Linked DNA regions of Cricetulus griseus: region 1 is linked to region 2. The links are chromatin contacts, called in public Hi-C maps. All regions are on one chromosome and are shown on one strand. Each heading gives the region's core, a stretch centred on a gene start, on an enhancer-like site or on the middle of the called end of the contact. The rest is flanking DNA. Distances are from core to core; before and after follow the strand shown. Region 1 overlaps Rnf125 (E3 ubiquitin-protein ligase RNF125). Region 2 overlaps Rnf125 (E3 ubiquitin-protein ligase RNF125).

Region 1 (7,558 bases), core at 2,666-5,165, 40 kb after region 2:
CTGTGCATAACATGCATGCCTGGTAGCTGAGAAGACCAGAAGAGTGTGTCATATCCTTTGTTATATAGTTGTGAGCCATTGTGTGAATGCTGGGATTTGAACTCAGATGCTCTGTTCTCTTATTGCTGAGCCATCTTTCTAGCTTCTGTATTAAACTTTCAGTAAGGCAAAAGCTAGATGACCTCACTTTTCATTTTGTTTTGTTTGTGTATAGATGTAGCTCAGGCTCAGGTACAAAAAATGACCTTGAACTTCTGACTTGCCTGCCTGTGATTCCTGAGTGCTAGGATTATAGGCTCCACCATGCCTGGTGCCTGATGTATTTATGCTAGGGATCAAACCAAACCAAGAGACTTTGTGCACACTAGACAAGCACTCCATCAGTTGAGCTACACCCCCAGCTGTGACCTCAATGCTTTTCTGTAATCGCGATTTAACCCATGGCCTCATACATACTAGGCAACACTCTACCAAATATCTGTGTCTTCAAGCCCTGGCTAAGTTCTTGAGAGGACTGCAGTGAAGATGAAGATCCATACACATTCACAAGCTTTCTCTGGCCTGACTTCAGAGAATGGAGGGAGCCCAGGATGAGCAGAACTGCTCAAAACTACTCAAGCTTTTGTTTTGTTTTTGTTTGTTGTTTTCTTACATCCCCAGAACCGAATGTTTGTTAATTGGCCTTGCTTCTCCCAGTGACTGTCTCAATTTAGGCTAAAAGTCTGTGGCTTGAAAAATGAAACAGAATCTTGCCATTATTAAAACACTTGGAACAAAGTTTAAACCTAAACTGGGACCAGTGCCTGAGTATTCATCGACTTAGCAAGTGAAAGGAGATAACACAGAGAACATTTTTCTGGGACAGTGGGGAAAGGGTCACACTAATGATCATTTTAGACAGCAGCTTTAAACAAAGTGAACATTTCTTATTTTTTTGAGACAGGGTTTCTCTGTGTAGTCCTGACTGTCCTGAAATTCATTCTGTACACCAGGCTGGCTTTGAACTCAGACAGCTACCTGCCTCTGCCTCCTCAGTGCTGGTATTAAAGGTGTGTACCACCACTTCCTGGCAAACTTTTCATTTTTTGAGGCAGGGTCTCAACTGTGTCCTGACTTGGATCTCACCATGCTGCTCACATTAGCCCTTTTATTGTCCTGAAGCTCACAGCACTTGCTTTCTCCAATTTCTTCCCTTTTCTTTGCCACCAGCTCTTATACTTCACTGTAGGAAATAATAGGTATGGGTGTGTGTGTGTGTGTGTGTGTGTAATACTGGAGAATGCACCAAGCATTCCGAACTCCTTTTACTTTTTATTTTGAGTCAGGATCTCACTAAATTGTCAAAGCTGGCCTAGAACTTAATATGTAGCCCAACTCAGGCCTTGAGCTTGCAATCCTCCTGCCTTGGTGTCTCAATTGCTGGGATTATAGGCATGTATCACCCACTCCTGGGATTATAGACATGAGCCACCATCTTCCATTTCCCCCTCTCTTTTTTTGGATAGGGTCTCATTTGCAATTTGGTGGCATTGCTGGAAAGTGTGCAAACTAGGAGGCAGGACCTAGCTGGAGGAAGTAGGTAATGAGGAGGGCCCTGGGCACTCCTCCTTGCTCTCTCTGCTTCCTGAGGTTAGCAACTGCTGTGTCACACCCTTCCCACATTGTCTTCTGCCTCATCTCAGACCTAAAACATGCAGCCAACTGATGATGAATTCATCTGAATCTCCCCAAGTTGTTTTCTCAGGCATTTTGTCATTGAGTTGAAAAGTGTTGAACAGAATAAGAATACAGCACAATCATGAGCCATGCTCTCTGCCTTTTAAATGGGACTGGGTGGCTCTCCTGTAGCTCAGGTTGGCTCTGAACTCATTATGTATCTGAGGATGACCTTGGACATCTGATCCACTTGTCTCTGTGTTCCAGGTATGGGAATTGCAGGTGGATACCATATGTGGTGTTTTCTTCTTTTTGCTCATCTCTTTCTGAGATCGTGAAGTGTACTTCTGTGCTTAATATGACTTGGAAGAAATGTCGGTGATTGCTCTCACTTCCCCCACTCTGTTGTTACCCAGGTTCATCTTTGCTGATCACTTTAGCAGGTAATACTGGCATGGCTCTCAGGTAAAAGAAACAGCAAAGGGGAAGAGAGGAGAAACTTCTGAGTCACACAGCAGTATCTGCCAAAACTGTTTTCAAAAGCAGCTCATGACCCTTTATAGTTGTGAAATCAATTAATGAGTTTTAAAAATTCAATATATAATAGGAAAGGAAGAACAGATAAGAGAACATGTGCAACACATACAGAACAAAGATCAAGGCCTTATCAAACATTTGTTTCTCTTTTACATCCATAAATATGTGTGTTTTGGTGAAATACATTCTGAACTGGGGTCATGGAGAAAGGAAGAGAAAAAGGAGGCCACTTACATTAGTTTGTGTTATTGCAGTGCAATGCTGTGGTTGGGTAACTTTATGGAGAAGAGGTTTATTTGCTCTTGTGGATGTGATCCAAGGTCCAAGGGCTGCCTCTGGTAACAGACTCTGCCTTTGTAATGGCAAAGTCCCAATGGTGGCAGACGGTGTCACATGGCAAGAAGCAGCGTGTGTGCATGTGTGTGTTCAATCTTTTATAAGCTATCAAGATTCAACCATGTTGGGTCTACTACCCTGACCTTATCTAATTGAATTAAACTTTTTTTTTTTTTTTAGACAGTATCTCTTGCACAGTTGGGGGTGGGGGTGGGGAGCAAACTTGGAACTTGAGGTAATTTTCCTGCCTCATCCTTCTGAGTGCTGAATTACAGATTGAAGCTACCATGCCCTGTCTCCTTCACTTATTAGATAGAGTTTTATGTATCCAATTCATTATGTAGCCAGTGATGATCTTGAACTTCTGATCAGCATGCTTCTGAGGGCTGGCATTACAGGTGCATGCTACCACGCCCAGTTTCTGCTGTTTTGGTACTAGACCAAGAACCTCTTGCATGGGAGGCAAGCACTGCCATAGAGCTACTCCCCCACCCCCATGCTCAGCTCCTGTAGCTTTGTTTTGTAGAGCTGGTGATCTAATCAAAGGCCCCATGTATCCCAAGCAAGTGCTGGACCACTGAGCCAGCTAACGCCTGCTCCTAAATGTGAACTTCTGTAGTCTAAACCAGATTAGAATGAAGTGCAGACTCAAATGGACCTGTGTAGAGAAGCATAGGCTACTGAGAGGGAGACAATAAAGAAGATGAGATTTACTCACTCTAATCCAGTATTTAAGAGTAAGTAGCTCAACCACAGCTTGCATTTAAAAGTTGTTTTTGTTGGGCATGGTACATGCCTTTAATCCCAGCACTCTGGAGGCAGAGGAAGGTGGAACTCTGTGAGCTTGAGTTAGATCTGGTTTATAGGAGTACCAAATTCAGCCAGGGTTACATAATAGAGAAGCCTTGTCTCAAAAAAAATATTGTTTTTAGCTTACTCTATTGCATTTGTATGTATATTTAAATTTTCTTTTGTATATGCATTTATTTATGTGGGGTGTGAGTGCATGAGTGTCACAAATGCCATGAGACACAACCACTTGCAACTCCTACTCCAGGGGACCTGATGCCCACTTTTGGCATTTTCCACTCACAGTCATTCACTTAGCTACTTTTTGCCCCAGAGGCAAAAATATCTAACACTCAGGGCTCCCAACAAGGAGAGAATGATGAAAGGTTTGTTTCATTTCTTTTATAAAGAAATGCTTCTCCTCATAGCAGAATCTTTCAGTTCCTTTAAAACACAGGTTACATCTGTTGATTTTGGTGTGACTATGTGTGTTGGGGAGTGAGCTTGCCATGTCATCTGTGTGGAGATCAGAGGGAAACATGCTCTGCTTCCACTATGTGGCCATTGGGATCTAAGCTCTGGTTGTCAGCCTTGGCAGGAAATGCCTTATCTGCTGAGTCATATAGTCTCCCCAGCCCCACATTCTGCAGTAAGTCATGTGCCAGTTGGGTATCTTTTGGCCTGTTACCCATTTGGAATGGATGACACTTAGTTTTCTCAGCAAAACCAATCAGCTAGTCCTCACATAACTGCAGAGTACCAGTAGGATGGCTGGATATGTTTCAGCCAAATACACCTCTCTAAGTTACAAAACATCCAGTTTCAGGCATATTTTATACCAACACAAAGTGAGTTACTGTAGGCAATGACTCAAAAGAAACTCAGACAATTTCTCAGAAATTGTCCCGGGCAATTTCTCACAGCAGATGATGGGAGAGGAGTCTGGAATCAGTTTACTGGATGGCCTATATCCAATTTTCTGGGATAGCACAGTAACAGGCCTGCAACCAGAGGTTTCTTCACCTCCAGGAGATCTCAGGGGCTCACTCTTCTGACAGATTTGTTCCTTTACCCGTTGTGGATTTGAAGGCAGCCTACTTTTCATGAGCCCTAGCATAAAGACCTTCTTCCTTTTCTTGTTCCCTCCAAATTGGCCATGCTAAATTAACTAATCTAGAGCCAGAATACTCAATTCTAGGGTTTCCTTGTGATGACATCTTCAGCTCCACTAGCGTTGCATTGAAAGCACTGCATCAAGAATCAAAAGAAGCTGGGCTTTGGTGGCACACGCCTTTAATCCCAGCACTCAGAGGCAGAGGCAGGCGGATCTCTGTGAGTTCGAGGCCAGCCTGGTCTCCAGAGTGAGTGCCAGGATAGGCTTCAAAGCTACACAGGGAAACCCTGTCTCGAAAAACAAACAAACAAACAAACAAACAACAACAAAAGAATCAAAAGAAGAATCAAAAGTCACCAGGCTTGGTGACTCAAGCTTGTAGACCCTGCACATGGGCAGAGGCTGGAGGATTAAGAGTTCGAGGTCATCCTTGGTTATATAGCAAGTTGGAAGCAACCTTGGCTACATGAACCACTCTTAGACAAAAACAGCAGTAACAGAAACCACAAACTGTAAAGTGGGCATGATGGTATAGTTTTATAATCCCAGTGCTTGGGAGGTTGAGGTAGCAGGATCTGGAGTTCAAGGGTGTCCTGGGCTGCATAAGGAGACCCTTCAGGAAATGACAATGACAAACTGCAAAGTCACAACATCTAGGAATGACTCCAGGTCCTGGCTGCAGTATTGTAACTGTAGAGTTAGTTTACTTTTGTTACATACGTAATGAAGAGTCATTTTGAAATTTCTCTGCCAGTATTTGAGTATTTATGTGGCATTCTGAAACTTCTTCCCGCACTTCCTTGGTTCTTCTCCTTTTCTTCCCTTTTTTATTTTATATACTTTTGTAGAGTCTCCTATGTGAGAACTTAACTGTCTTCACAGGGGAGCACAGCTATGTAGATACCTTCCACCAAAGAACAGCCTCTTCTGCAATGTACACAGCTCTGGGAGGGAGACACAGAGTGGAGAGGAAGGGATTCCTGCATAGCCAGCCAAAATCAACTGAAGTAACCCTGTGAAGTAACCCTGATGATCAACAGAGTGACACAAGTCACATGGTCCTCCATTCTGTTTTTTTTTTTTTTTTTGAGACTGACCTTGAACTTGCTAGGGAGATATTTCTCTTCTCATTCTTCTCTTCTCTCTCTCTCTCTCTCTCTCTCTCTCTCTCTCTCTCTCTGTGTGTGTGTGTGTGTGTGTGTGCACATGCAGATGCAGATGCATGGACCCATGTGCCTGTGTGTAGACCAGAGAACTCCATTAGATTTCCTTGGGGCAGAACTAAACCTGGAGTTAATCAGTAGCCAGCTGCACCCCCTATCCTTTTATCTGTGTCCTCCACAGCACTGGGGTTACAGGTGTGTGTGTGCATGATCACACTTGGCTTTTTATGTAGGTATTGGGGAATTGAACTCAGGTGGTAATGCTTATGCAGCCCCCTATCTTGCTCCTCAGAATCATGGTATCAACTGCTAGAGAGATGATAACATAGTTCCTAAACCATTTTTAACACTTTTATTTATAATCTGTGTGGATGTTTTGCTTGTATGTCTGTGTGTGACTTGTGTGCCTCATGCCCAAGGGAGTCAGAAAAAGGCACTGGATGTCTTGGAACTGGAGATACACAGGGGTATGAGCAACCATGTGGGTGCTGGAAACTGCTCTTAACTGGTGAGCCAGCTCTCCAGGCTCAGTTTTTATGTCTTATTCTTAGTGATCACCAGCTTGAATCTCATGTAGTTCAGATGGATGAATGATCTGAAACTTCTGATTCTCCTGCTTCCACTTCTCAAGTTCTGGGATTACAGTCTTTGTGTTCCACCATACCTTCAAAATGATGACTCCTTGCCCACCATTTAGACAAGGCATTCTTTCACATGTTTATTACAGAAAAGATTTCTTTTTGGAAAAGCTTCCTCTTCTCACATTTGGGGCTCAAAAGATGGCTTAGTGGTGAAGAGCACTGACTGCTCTTCCAGAAGACCCATGTTCAATTCCCAGCACCCACATGGTAGCTCACAACCAATGATAACTATAGTTCCTGGGGATCTGAGGCCCTGTTCTGGTCTTCAAGGGCACTGCATGCCTGTAGTGCACAGATGTACATAAGCATGCCTGCAAAACACTCCTCCACATAATACATAAAAAGAAACTAATCTAAACACAGACCTCCCATTTGCAGTAGAAAACAGACCATACCAGCTTCCTGTTTAGCAAAGCCTTTGCTCACTTGGACTAAGGGTGTGTTCTCCTTAAGTGCTGTTGCCATGCAGCCACAGCTGGCCAAGCCATGTAGCCATAGCTAGCCAAGGTTCACATTCTACCCAGGCTCTGAGTCCCATTAGCATATGGAAGAGTGCTTGGGCAGGAATTTCTTCCCAGGTGATAGTGTGCTTTAAAAGCAGAGTTAAGCAATAGTGGCTACCGATACTGATCAACACTCAAGGTGAGCGTAGTGTGCATGTTAGCTCTAGAGAGCAAATACACAGATGGTTTGTACCAAAGGAAATATTTAGCTTTATTTTGCAAGTTTATTTTTGTTATCCCCCTCCCTTGTAATTTTTTAAAGAGGGCAACACCCAGGCTAGCTGATGCATTTGATGCAGAGCCCAGGTCTTTGTTTGAACCTTGTTATGCTCTACACTAATTGCTCTACAGATCCCATTCATAGTTCTGATGGACATTTCTGAGAATAAACAGTACAAAATGTCCCATGACCTCAAGGACATAATTTGAAGATATGTTTTACTTGCAGAGCCATAAATGTCATCTTTCTTCTTCTTGGAAATTGACACTGAGAGTATGTTCTTAAAATAGACTGAGCTAAACGTGTCCTACAATTCTCTAGAAGAAAACATGTTATCATTTTTAGACATTCATTCTGGGATGAAAATATACAAATCATAGTCCGTGTATAATCCATCTTATGGGTAGGCAGAGCATACCACAAAGCAGTATGCATGCTCTGAATTAGGGGTAAGGAAGGAAGGTGGTTGAGGGTAACAGAGTAGAACCAATGAATGCATGGAATGGGGCAGGGGAGAGAGAAATTGGAGGGCGAAACTTTGCAGATAGAGAGAGCAGGGACTGTGGGCACCAGAATGAGCACAAAAGAGTGGCTGAGCC
Region 2 (7,142 bases), core at 4,469-6,968:
ATGTCTCTCAACCTGATCCACACCGTGAATCCCAGGCCATATAGGCCTACAGAGTGAGACCCGCCTCAAAACAAATAAATAATAAAGCAACAATAAAAAAACAGAAGAAGGAAGGAAAAGAAAAAATTAGCCCTGCAGTAGGTGTGATGTGGTGCATACATAATCCTCAGGATTTGGGAGGAGGAGGATTTGAAGCAGAAGGATCACATGTTTCAGGCTAGACTAGGCTAAGACTCTTTCAAAAAAAAAAAACATATTCTTTGTTCAAGAAAGATAAGCATTCCTTAGAAAAATCATCAACCCGGGGATTGTACATTGACAAATAAATAGATTGATACATTTATAATCTGGAGGTACACACAAAGTTATATAAGTACCATTGAAGAGCCTCTTATGTGTTCTAATGCTTCAGATAATCAAATAGAGGAAAAAATATGTGCAGACGGGTAGCTAAGATGTTTTGAGAGGTACTCCAAATACTAAGGCCAGGCTGCATGGAGAGAACTGGCCTGGACAGTGAGGTCCACAAAGCTGGAACTTGTAAAGGAACAGGAAGCATTCCTGGACAGAAGAACAGCCCAGAAAGCAAGAGAGGGACACAGAGTTTCTCAAACATTAACTAAAATCCTGACTGGTCAGATACCAGAGATGAGAATTAGGTGGGGACCCCACCCAGGACCTGAGAGATTGCTGTTATTTTGGATAGACAAAGATGGTAAGGTTGTCCACGTGTGTCCCCCATAAATAAATTAATAAAAATAAACACATAATTTGTTTATTTGTGCCAAATCTGAAACAGTAAGTGAGAAAATTAGTGTTGGATCTCGGGATGCTTGCTCCCAAAGGATACATCATAAATTCTTGTCAGGTGGCCATGATAGATAATTGGGCCTTACACTTAGAAATGTCTTTCACTAAGGCCTTTGTGGATCAGTACTGGGTACAAAGTTAGAGGAGGTACCAAGCTCCACATGTGTCCTTGCCTCAAGAGCCCTGGCAGTGGCTGACACGTGGAGTGTGACCATACAGGTCTCTAGGGAAAGATGGTAACAGGAAAGGACCCTAATAGGAGACAAGGGCCCTGGCAAGAGGGGTTCAGATAGCTAAAACAAATCAGTCACTCTTGGGAGCTGAGAAGCCTAGAGGCCATTTGGCATCTTCCTGTAAACTCAGAGGTAATTCCTTAAGGGCCAGGGGGAGGGGGACAATGTTCAGTTCGTTTCCAGGCAAGGTACTTTGACTGATGAGGATTGACTTTTTTTTTTTTTTTTTTTTAAAGATGTAATTATTATGTATGTATACAGTATTCTGCCTGCATATATGCCTGCTAGCCAGAAGAGGGCACCAGATCCCATTGAAGATGGTTGTGAGCCATTATGTGGTTGCTGGGGAATTGAATTCAGGACCTCTAGAAGAGCAACCAATGCTTCTAACCTCTGAGCCATCTTTCTAGTCTTTTTGTTTCGTTTTGTTTTGTTTTGCTTTTTCCAGACAGGGTTCCTTTATGTAGCCTTGACTGTGCTGGAACTCGCTCTGTAGACCAGGTTGGCCTCTGCCTCCTGAGTGTTGGGATTAAAAAAGCATGCACCACCACGTCCTGACAAGGACTGACTTTTTGTTTTGGGTATTTGTTGTTGTTGTTCTGACATACTGTACTGTTATATATATAGTCCTGGCTTGACTGGAACTTGTTATGTAGACTGAGCTAGCCTTGAACATATAGCAGATCCTCTTGCTTTAGCCTCCAATGTGCTGAGATTAAAGGCATGAATTTTCATATGTTTTTTTAAGTTCCATGTTAAAAACATTTATTTTCGGGGCTGGAGAGATGGCTCAGAGGTTAAGAGTACTGACTGTTCTTTCAGAGGACCCAGGTTCAATTCCCAGCACCCATGTGGAGGCTTACAACTGTCTGTAACTCTAGTTCTAGAGGATCTGATACCTTCACCCCAATGCACATAAAATAAAGGTTAAATAAGTTTATTTAAAAAAACATTTATTTTCCAACTCTTGTTGGTGGTGAGAAAACAGATGAGTGAAGTAAAAGTTTCAAACAGAATGTTTAAAAGGCTGGTGGGGCAAGCCTGTGAAGCAAGCTGCTAGGAGAGTACAGAGTAAGTTCACAGCTAGCACAGGTAACTTAATGACTCTGCCTCAAAATCAAAAGTAAAAATGAGGGCTGGGGATATGGTTCGGTGGTACAACAGTCACCTTGCATGTAGAAAGCCTTGGCTTCAATCTATCTGAACTATATATACACTAATACTAAAGGAGCTAATGTGGTGGGCATGCATGTAATCCTTACACTTCCAGAGCAGAGGCAGGAGGATGGCAAGTTTAAGTCCACCCTGGGCTACAGAATGAGACCCTGTTCCCAAAGTGGGGGAGGTGGAGCAGGTGGAATGATAATTTCACTGGAAAACTTTGCTTGTAATCATGAACATAGGTTATATTACTCACCAGAGTCCCACACTCAGTACAGTTCTGGTATTCTGATTTCATTCTTTTGGCTATGTCAGTTGCTGGCACTCCCTCTGAAGGAAGGTATGCCCGGCAGTATGGACATGTCCATTTGTTATTCTTTATACTGGTCGCAATACAGGATCTGCAGAACCTACTCAGAGCAAACAGAGAATACATCAGGAGACAGGGCTCAGCACTTGAGTTCACACTGCTCTTCCAGAGGACCGATTTCCATTCCCAGCACTAAGGCTTCTGGCCTCCCAAGACACACCTGCACTCATATGGGCACATACCCATACATAGACACATATGCATAATTTAAAAACAAAATAGCTAGAAATGTTAGTCCATAGTTTTAATCCTAGCACCCAGGAAGCAGAGACAGGCAGATCTGGGAAATCAAGGTCAGCCTGGTCAACACAGCCGGTTCCAGACCAACCAGAGCCACACAATCAGACCCTGTCTCAAAAAAGAAGGTGGAGGTCTCTGGGCATTAAAGGTCCATTCAACTGCTCGAAGGTCAAAACGAAACAAAACAAAACAAACAAAAAACCCAGAATCTAAGTTCTACCATGGCTCTGCCTGGAGACCCAAAGCAGTGGGGGCTATCAGTCACCTCAGAGAGGCTGATTTTCTCAAGGCATGATAAAAAGATGGGAAGAATAATTACCCCCTTAATGAGGTAATGTGCTTTTCCTTCTCAGAAACCCCACCCTGGAAGTAGTCTCTTATGGAGTCCCCACTTTCCCGAGTCACTCAGAAAATGTAACGTTTTCTCTTTCTTCCTTCCAAATTCCAGGCATGCTTTCCTTGATAGTCTGGGCATTCTGTCTCTGCTGCCGTGTGTGACTGCTTGCCTAACATACTGGACCTGAACTCAGAAGGCATGATTTTTTCCCCTTGTCTAAATTCTTTTATGACCAAGACTAAGAACCTTAAGAAGAGCCCCAGTTTCCCCACTAACTCTTTACCTCCTATAATCTGCCTGTGATTACATGAATACATCACTAAGCCTGGCTGAAAGAATATTCTTGTTTTGTTTGTCTGTTTTTGAGAAAGGGTCACACTGTGTAGTCTTTGTTGGCTGGAATGTACTGTGTAGATGAGGCTGACCTCAAACTAACAGACATATCTGCCAGATCCTGCCTCCCAAGTGCTAGGATTAAAAGTGGGGGCCACCATGCACAACCTTTAAAGTGTATCCTTTTAAAAGTATTCATTACCAATGGCTCAAAAGTGCTTTTTGTTTGTTTGTTTGTTTTGTTTGAGACAGGGTCTCACTGTGTAGCCTTGGCTGTCCTGGAACTCACTGTGTAGACCAGGTTGGCCTTAAACCCACAGAGGCAGAGATTTGCCTGCCTCTGCCTTCTGAGTGCTGGGATTAAAGGGGTGAACCACCACTGCCTGGCTACAAATGGTCCAAATGTTCAACTAAAATAAAAATTTATTCCAAATACACCATCAGTGGCTCCAACCTGAATTATCTGCTCACATGACTTACATACCAGCAGATAAACCCTCATTCAATGGGAGTCGGATAAGAGACTGCAGAAGTACTTGGTTTAATAAGACCTGAAGTTTTAAGGTGGGCATGGTGGCACACATGGGAGATGGAGTCAGGAAAATTGGAAGTTCAAGGTCACCCCCAGCTTAATAGCCAATTTGAGTCTAGTCTAGCCTCAAACAAAACAAAACAAAACAAAAAACAAAACAAAAAAGGGGAAGGAGGTAGAGGAATGAAATAAAAACATGGGTATATCCTTTGTCTTATTAGAAAAAAATTAAATCAGCATGGTAATGTTCCCAGTACTTGCTGGGCGTTGGTGGTGCACACCTTTAATCCCAGCACTTGGGAGGAAGAGGCAGGTGGATCTCTGTGAGTTTGAGGCTAGCCTGGTCTCCAGAGATAGGCTCCAAAGCTACACAGAGAAACCCTGTCTTGAAAAACCAAAAAAAAAAAAAATACTCCCAGTACTTGGGAGACCGAGGCAGGGGATTTCAGTCAACCTGGGCTCCATATGAGAGTTCTAGGATAGCCTGAGTGAGCTACAAGACCCTTTCCAAAAACTAAACAGGAAAAGAGTGGCATGAGTCCAAGGGAATCTGGAGAACCACTGGGAATTCTTTCCTAATGGAAGCAAAACCAGAACCTACACCAGCTAGGGACCACTTGGCTGAGGTTCAGGAAGGCTGCTAGGAATCCTCGGGCATAAACTGAGCTGTGCAGTGAGAGATGAATAGACAAGGGCCAGCCTAAACTCAAGAGGAAGAAAACACAAGTTCAAGGCCATCCTAAGTGCTGGTCCAGAGAACCATGAAAAAATATATTACTTTTAGTTGATTGTTTGAACCACTTGCAATACGTACTTTTCAAGAATACACTTTCAGTCCACAAGCCTGCTCTTAAAACATAAAACCTCGGCCAAAGCTGAGAGTAGTAGAAAGATATTCAGAAATAAGCAGAAATGACATTTCATAGGTCATTCTAGGTCCTACAAAAAAATGAACCACTTCATATACTTTTAAGTTTAGAATAAATTTATTTCAAGACACTTTGATGCCTTCAGCTGGGTATGGGAGAACAAACCTGTAAACCTGACACCTAGGAAGCATAAGGAGGATCAGAAGTCTAATGTGTCCTAAGTCTAATGTGTTTCAGGACTAGATTGAGCCATATGAGACCCTGTCTCTAAAACCCTATACTGGGTTAGGAGTAGAGTTCAGCTGGTAGAGTGCTTGCCTTGCACAGATGCAGCCCCAAGTCCCATCCCCACCACTGTATAAAGGAGACATGGTTGTACATACTGGTAATCTCAGAAATCCCGAGGTGGAGGGAGGAGGAATTCAGGGTCATCTTAGCCACATTAGTGAATTTGATATACAAGACCATGACTCAAAAAGTCAAGACATACTGGTGCCTTATACCAGCAAATGGCAGTTGACTTTGGCAAAGGGACAAGACAGGCAAAATAAAAGCCATATTCTTTTTACAAGTGAAAGAGCTACTAGCTGTATGATCCCTAATTTGGATGCCAGAAGCAGATGGTGCTGATGGGGCTAGCCATAGGGGGACTGACCACAAAGGGCAGGAAGGGATTTCTCAGGGTAAGGGAACCAACTGTTCCAAATCTCCATGTGGTGTTGTTACAGGCCATGAACAATTGCTGCAGTTCATCAACCAGGGTACACTGTATGAGTCACACTGTATCACCTCAGTAAAGCTGAGAAGCAAAACAAAAACTTTCTGTGATGACGAGGCAATTACAGTAACACTGTGAGAAAGATCACAGGACCACTTCCAACACAGGCTCCCTCCTACACAACCCAGGCACAATTGCAGCTGCTCAGAACTCTGTCAGAAAGTTGACATAACAATCAGGAGAAATTGCCCAATAGAGACTTTTCTGGGAATTCCCAATGTTCCCATGAGTAAATCATACTGTGGTGTCCTGTAGCCAGCTGATGGGGTGTTTGTGCACAAAGCCCCGGATGCTGTGGAGCATGCCTATAATCCCAGCATTTGGAAGGTGACAGCAGGAGGGGCCACAGTTCAGGATCAACCCCAATGCCATAAACAGTTGACCAGTCTGGACTCTACATGACAGCTTGTCTCAAAAAGAGTGTGATTTTTTTTTTTTTTTTTTTTGCAATGAAGACCCCAAGGGAGAGGAATGGACACTAGGAAAGGAGGTATTTGATTGTTTAACCTGACCTACCAGGAGGCTATGAAGTGAGAAATCACAAAAGGAAGGATTAACACAAAGAGAATATGTAGTTTAAAGATTAAAGCTGAACATGGATGTAAATGGCACCCCATTTTGAAAACCTCACTCCAGCCCAACATGGTGGAACACTCCTTAATCCCAGTACCCAGGAGGCAGAGGCTGGAGAATCCTTGTGAGTTCAAGACCAGTCTTGTCTACAGGCCAGCCAAGACTACATAGTGAGACCCTGTGTCTCAAACAGCAGCAGCAAGAAAAACCAGTCTGGCTCCTTGTTTTCAAAAAACTCTGAATGCAGTCAGTGAAACACCCAGTAGCAAAAAGCATCTATCACCAGTTACCTCTACACGGGCAATGTGGCACATACACCCTTCCACATACACCCCACATAAAATAAATAAATGTAATTTCTAAATAAAAATATGATGGACAAAAGGAAACCTTCCAGATGCAATACCAGGGCTTTAAGATCAGATTTCCCACATGAATCCAGTGTCCTGGCTCTGCTGTGAGACTTGTCTTACTAGCCCAGTGCCACTCCAGTGCCATCTCCAGGAAGCGCTGAGCAGAGCCCTCTGAAGAGTGTGGCCCTCTGCTTCAGCACTCCTCTTGCCTCACTTGTAGCACAGCAGGAGAAAATCAATAAGGAACTCCATAATGACTGGACCAACCCTGAAACCAGCTGGAAACTTAATTACACCACTGCAATTTGTTATTTTAGAGCCCCATTTTATTTGTCTAAATTAAGTAGTTAGCCAAATCCCTGTAATAAAGAGGCCAGCAGAGTGCTGGAAGGAAACAGGAAAACAGCTAAGGACACTGGAGAGACTTATGTCCCAATCTCAGAGCAAAACTGAACTCGAAATGAATTGAAACAGGAAAGAGAAGCCCCGGGGACTTTCTGGGGGGAAGGGGAGGGTTCTGGAGGGGAGAGTTCTGGAGGGGGCTGTGGGCAGC

Evidence for each region. A called contact is a pair of places that touch in the nucleus more often than the background predicts.
Region 1: a contact with region 2 is called in a Hi-C map of fibroblasts, with 5 times the contacts expected there. The contact joins two enhancer-like sites. A contact is called at or near these places in 5 of 8 Hi-C or Micro-C datasets (the CHK-Q cell line, the CHL-YN cell line, the CHO-K1 cell line and 2 more).

Annotation. Positions count from the first base shown.
Region 1 is chr2:216,085,171-216,092,728 of CriGri-PICRH-1.0, forward strand. The region is part of intron 1 of Rnf125 (E3 ubiquitin-protein ligase RNF125); the gene reads right to left. Among named protein-coding and RNA genes, the nearest start is that of Rnf125, 22 kb to the right of the region's middle. Within about 2 kb of position 3,916, at least 2 of the 6 cell types and tissues checked have open chromatin away from gene starts, as enhancers often do. A contact at or near this core is called in fibroblasts, where this site is marked.
Region 2 is chr2:216,042,968-216,050,109 of CriGri-PICRH-1.0, forward strand. It overlaps Rnf125 (E3 ubiquitin-protein ligase RNF125), which reads right to left. Exons shown (of 6, transcript XM_035440264.1): 2 at 2,461-2,614. The coding sequence starts at 2,502. Among named protein-coding and RNA genes, the nearest start is that of Rnf138, 26 kb to the left of the region's middle. Within about 2 kb of position 5,719, at least 3 of the 6 cell types and tissues checked have open chromatin away from gene starts, as enhancers often do. A contact at or near this core is called in fibroblasts, where this site is marked.